2 separate regions of the Mus musculus genome follow, and region 2 is linked to region 1. Evidence: chromatin contacts called from public promoter capture Hi-C data. All regions are on one chromosome and are shown on one strand. Each heading gives the region's core, a stretch centred on a gene start, on an enhancer-like site or on the middle of the called end of the contact. The rest is flanking DNA. Distances are from core to core; before and after follow the strand shown.

The links. Promoter capture Hi-C pulls out the DNA fragments that hold promoters and counts their contacts.
Region 2: a promoter capture Hi-C map of pre-B cells shows a contact between it and region 1. The contact joins the promoter of Ufl1 here to the promoter of Coq3 in region 1. A contact is called at or near these places in 3 of 39 promoter capture datasets (cranial neural crest, liver and pre-B cells) and 1 of 484 Hi-C or Micro-C datasets (granulocyte-monocyte progenitors).

Annotation. Positions count from the first base shown.
Region 1 is chr4:21,878,210-21,881,022 of GRCm38.p6, reverse strand. Coq3 (coenzyme Q3 methyltransferase) reads right to left here and starts at 1,377. Exons shown (of 7, transcript NM_172687.2): 1 at 1,227-1,377. The coding sequence starts at 1,335.
Region 2 is chr4:25,280,426-25,283,238 of GRCm38.p6, reverse strand. Ufl1 (UFM1 specific ligase 1) reads left to right here and starts at 1,418. Exons shown (of 20, transcript NM_001355512.1): 1 at 1,418-1,563; 2 at 2,471-2,616. The coding sequence starts at 1,487.

The sequences.
Region 1 (2,813 bases), core at 128-2,627:
GCTGGCAAAGGCACGGAGGAGGTGACTATACGTAAGGGAAGAACATGCCAATCACAACAGCTTGGGAGGCCGAGGCAGGTGGGTCTTCTGATGTATGAGACACACATTAAAAGGTTTCTAAAAAATGGACCAGAGATGTTCTGGATCTCTGGAACAATGACTCGGATTGTTCTGGAAGACAAAGTTTAAACAATAAAAGAGTATAAATGTATATAAAGACAATAAAATCTTATAAAAGACAATAGAAGAGTATAAAATCATCTCTCCAGAAAATTAAAGTTGGAATCGTAATTCCATCTAGATCTCCAAGTTCATTAATATTTATTTATATCTTGCTCTCTTAAAAATTATAATTATTTTTTTCAGTAGTATTTAAATAGGTATTATTGCTGTTACTGTCATATTAAAATTCCCAACCATACCAATCTCTACCATATAGTGGTCATTTTCTTTTCTTTTTTTTTCTTTTTTTTTTTTGTTTTTTTTTTTGTTTTTGTTTTTGTTTTTCGAGACAAGGTTTCTCTGTGTAGCCCTGGCTGTCTTGGAACTCACTCTGTAGACCAGGCTGGCCTCGAACTCAGAAATCCGCCTGCCTCTGCCTCCTGAGTGCTGGGATTAAAGGCGTGTGCCACCACGCCCGGCCTGGTCATTTTCTTGTAAAGGTTGAACCTAATTATCTGCGTACTACTTGCGTTTAAAAATCTATAGCACCAAATGCAGTTAGCTCTTTACTTTATTTGCCAAACAAGAGCATAAATGCCTTAAATTCTTTGGCGGGGACGGTAAGATGGTGAGCAATAAAGTAGTGAGGCAGCGCTAGGACGTTCCCCGTGTGTCTTTCTTGGTTTGGTTTGGAAAGCAAGAACCACCTCCAGGATCCAGCAAGTTGAATGGCGGCTCCCGGGCCACAAGCTCATAGAACGCAAATAAAATAGGGCAAAGGTCGTGGGCTACCCGGCGGCGGCGGCACAAGAGACACGCTCTCCGAGGCCCAGATCCTTAGTCCTCAGCCTTTTTCCCCTGGCTTCTCAGACCTGGAGGGTTGTAGCCGCTGGAGAGAGCAACACCAGGTCCCGGAGGTCACCAGGGATGAGGACGGGGCAGCGCGGCGCTGCTTTTAACCAGACCCCACGGAGCCGGACAGCCCACCGCTCTCTGCCGCGCTTGCGCAGAGCCGCCCCGGCACCCGAGGCGTGCGGAAGAACCTCCGCGCCGGCGACACTCACCCGACCGTGAAGTTAGGCGAGGAGGCTGGGCGACCGCGCTGGGGCACCCAAACCCTAGCGTTTCCAGGAGACGAACCCCACGAGAGCCCAGCCTTCCACCTCTCCACATCGCGACTAGAATCCTACTCCTTTTCCGGTCCCTCCTCACAACAAATCCCCAGCGGAAGGGTTCCGCCTCCTACACTCGCGGATGCCGGCTTTTGCATTTGCATTAGTTAATGTGAATTTGTGGTCACCGTTAACTCGAGCTCCTCTATCAAATTATGTCTGCAATGAAATAAAGAGATGTTCCTAATAAAAGGCCACGAAGACCTACCTACCTTCTCGTCCTACGAGTCACGCCGTGCTGTTTTCGTATTTACGAGCTATCTCCTCAGTCTTGGAAAACCGACTCTAATGCTTAAAATCAAGTACGGAAATGCTTTTTCCGAGAAACCCATTCTCTTTCAATGCGCTCAAGTAATCACAGAGAACAGAAGTCCACATCTAAAGTACATTCTTTGAAACTGACCCTTTATTCTGTTCAGGATACACCGTATGTAGCAGAAAACTCCTTACACTCAGTTTAGACGTTTATTGGAAGTAGAAACGGAGCAGTATGAAAGATTCTAGTATGAATCTAATATGAAGTTCATACTAGTTTTTTTTTTTTTTTTTTTTTTTGTCAACTTGACATTAATTTGATTCACCAGGAAACAGGGACCCTCTCCTGAATTGCCTTCATTAGACTGAACTGCGTGTTTGTGGGGCGGCGTTTTCTTGATTGATGTTCAGCCCTTTGGAAAGTGGAACTGGGTTGTATCTGAAGCTTGCATTTATGGATCTCGCCCAGACTTCCCTCAATGATTGATTAGGATCTCTAAGCCAAAGAGAAAGAAACCCTTCCTAGAGTTGCTTTTAGTCAGTGTTTTATCCCAGCAACTAAAAGCAAACCAGGAACGGTTAAAAAACAAACAACAAAATAAAAAATAATGCCCTCATAAAAAGAAGGGTAAACTCCTAAAATTTAGGGCGTCATTCTACATTTCAGCAGGCAGTGCTGTCCTTTAAATCGGGGAAACTTACTAAGCTCTCATCCTCTGAGCTAAAATACTAACCTCATAAGCTGTATGAAAACCAGCTGCTCTATCACTGTCAGAGGTCCCTGTGTTTGGAGGTATATGGCCATTTCTCCAAATGAAGGTGGAAAGTTTTATACACAAGTTGAAGTGTCATGTTTTTGCTGGATTGACAGACCCACGGAAAATCATGGTTAACACTCTTAAGGACTTCTGTGCATGGACTGTACTTAACATTAAGTGTACACCACACAGCTCCATAGCCATCCCAGTCTCGCTTCAGCAAAGGCAGGAAGTGATATGCTTAAATACTGGTAGGAAGCAAAGAACCCTCTAAATCCCCCCACGCAGCAACAAAACGCTTTTCTGTAAGTTCAGTTGAGCTGTGTCAGAAATAAAATTGTGGTGACTGTAATGCAGTATGTAGCCATTACTGTAGGAAAGTTCCAGAGTAACTCCAGTCTTACTTATGAACAAGCTGTAAACTAGCTCATACATATTTTAGAAAACTCAACACCCATTTAACATT
Region 2 (2,813 bases), core at 169-2,668, 3.4 Mb before region 1:
TCTTGGATAATATATGTTAGGTGTTTGATATAATGCAAATGTTATCCATGTATGCATATGTTCAAGCATCACAGTGTTTCATTGCTGTCTCTAATTTGTTTTTATGTCAAAAGACAATTTCTAAATGATTCCAAGAATGTGTAATAAATCCTGTACACACTGTAGCTAAAGACATCAACTATCCACAGACTGTCTGCATGTCAACATTAACAAGGTATTTGTACAACTACAGACAGCTATCATAAAATTTTATAAAGAATGGAATGTCAGCTCTCCAAATCTATACAAGTTCGTTCTTTAAAAGAATCTCCTACCCTTTAAAAAACAGCTGCGTAGTGTTTGCTCTGTTTAAAGTTCCTCTGTAATATCATATATTGGTCAAAAATTACTACCTCCCTCCCTCCCTCCCTCCCTCCCTCCCTCCCTCCCTCCAAAGCACTTAAAATGATGGGTGGGAAGATGCTTGAAGGTTAAAGTGCTCTCTGTGCAAGCATACAGACTTGAATTCAGAGCCCAAGCTCATCTTGAAACCTGGGTATGATCATCAACCTGACTGGGAGATGAAGCCAGGAGGAAACTCAGGGGCTGGCTGGCCAGTAAACCTACTTGATGGGAGGCTGGCCTACCTTTCTGAGAGAGTCTGCTTCAAAGGATAAGATGGAATGCCAAGCTTTATCATGGAGTTCTCTAAATTTAATCAAAGCTAGGCACTTCAGAAGCCAAATGGATTTATCTACTGGACGTGTTATATGGACTAATATATTTACATAGGAAAGAAGCAAAATATTCTTTACTAAGTACAATCAGCCTTCTGATTTCCCCATTGATTAAGATTGGAAAATGGTATGTGTGAATAAACAATGGCAGCAGTTATCTTGTCTAAGAAGTACAATGCCATTGCCTTCCCTAGTTTCACTCCCAGCAACGATTATTCCTTTGTCCGAGTAAATAATAATAATAATAATAATAATAATAATAATAATAATAATAATAAGCTTTAGAACACATGAACTGAAGTCCATGGCGTTTGCTATACCCAAATAGATTCATTTTGGAAGAACAAAATTCAAACTGATGCAGTAGTGTGGAACAAGTTTCTCTAAAACTGACTTCATTCTTGGCTCAAGTAAAAGCCCCATTCACTGTTCAAAGTGGATTAGTCACGGTTTGTAAGAGTCCCACAAAAGAAGTATGTCTCGTCCGCTCAGCAAGGGCGGAAGATCATTTGATGGTTGCTGGACAGAAACAGGAACCTTGCAAAAAGGATTACTGAGTCAGCATCAGCTTGGCTTTGTAGGAGTTTAGGAAGCCGCTTCCCGCAGGCCACGCCCAGCTGAGGGCGGAGAGCTCGGCAGTCGCGTTTCTGTTCGCGAATTTCCTTGACGCAGGTCTCTTGGCCCTCTGCGCGGTCCGTCCCGGGGTGCCTGCGGCAGGCTGAAGGCTGACGTGTCTGCCGTTTCCCTGTGTCGGGGCGAGCGGAGCAGTGATGGCGGACGCCTGGGAGGAGATCCGGCGGCTGGCGGCTGACTTCCAGCGGGCGCAGTTTGCAGAGTCCACGCAAAGGTGCTGGTTCCCTGCGGTGTGGAGCCGGCTTAGGCCCGGGACGCTGCCCCGCTCCCGCACTGCCTGCCGGAACGCGGTGGGACCCCGGAGCCGGTCTGCTGCGGCGGCTGTCGGTAGAGGCGCTCGCTGCCCGGCCTAGGGCGAGCTTGCAAAGTCCCCAGTGCAGCGCGCAGCAAGTAGTCTGTCCCTCCTCCAAATCCTTTTTACGTGCAGCCACAGATCTAAGCCAGGCCCACATGCCATCTGTCATATTTTAGGGACTCCGGGACACCAACTTTTCTACACTCCAGAAATGGGGGAGTGGCCGAATTACCCCGACTCTGCGCCCGTGATTACACATCGCATATATAAGGCGAATAGACTTTGTCTCCCTGTCAACGAGTTCTTGTAGTATTTTATTTCTCTTGGACCTAAACACAGTAGTCCGTTGATGCTGTTCTATAACATTGAGAGCTACAGACATACATACACTCTCACAACAAACAAACAACAAAACCCGGGGAAAAAATTTAGTGCAAGATGGCTGTGAGTAGCTAACATTATAGTACCTATAGTTCTGCTAAGCCACATGACCTGTCTGTACACCAACTGTACCAGTAAGGCCAACATACTGTGATTTTAAAGAAAAGTTTGTTTGTTTTCAGCTGGAAAATTTGATACTTGAAGGCAGGACTAGGAGAGAACATCTGTAGAATCATAATACAGTGACGTGTGTGAATTAAATAAATAATTCAAGGGAATATAAACCTACTCTCAAGTTTTCTTTTTAAATTACTCAACCAATATCATCATACTAATAAAGGACAGATTTTGTAATGTAGAAGTTACTCAAAATTTTGCTTTCAAATACCTGGGGGGGGGGGGGGCGGCATAGCAAGTACACTCTTAAACTCCTGGCTTCGCACAGGTTGTCAGAGCGGAACTGCATTGAGATTGTGAATAAATTGATCTCTCAGAAACAGCTGGAAGTAGTCCATACACTTGACGGCAAGGAATATATCACTCCAGCCCAAATCAGTAAAGAAATGAGAGACGAGCTACATGTCCGAGGTGGTAAGTAATTCCTCAGTGTCATGCTTTTGTCTTTACCGGATGTTTGAAGAAAATACATTAAATTAAAAATAAGTACTTACGTGGAGGTTATAGGGCATTCTCCTCAATGGCTCCTTCTTTCCTCTTTGTGTTGGGTATCAGATCCAGAGCACAAACTAGGCAAATACTACCCCTGAGCTGTAACCCTTCTCTACTGA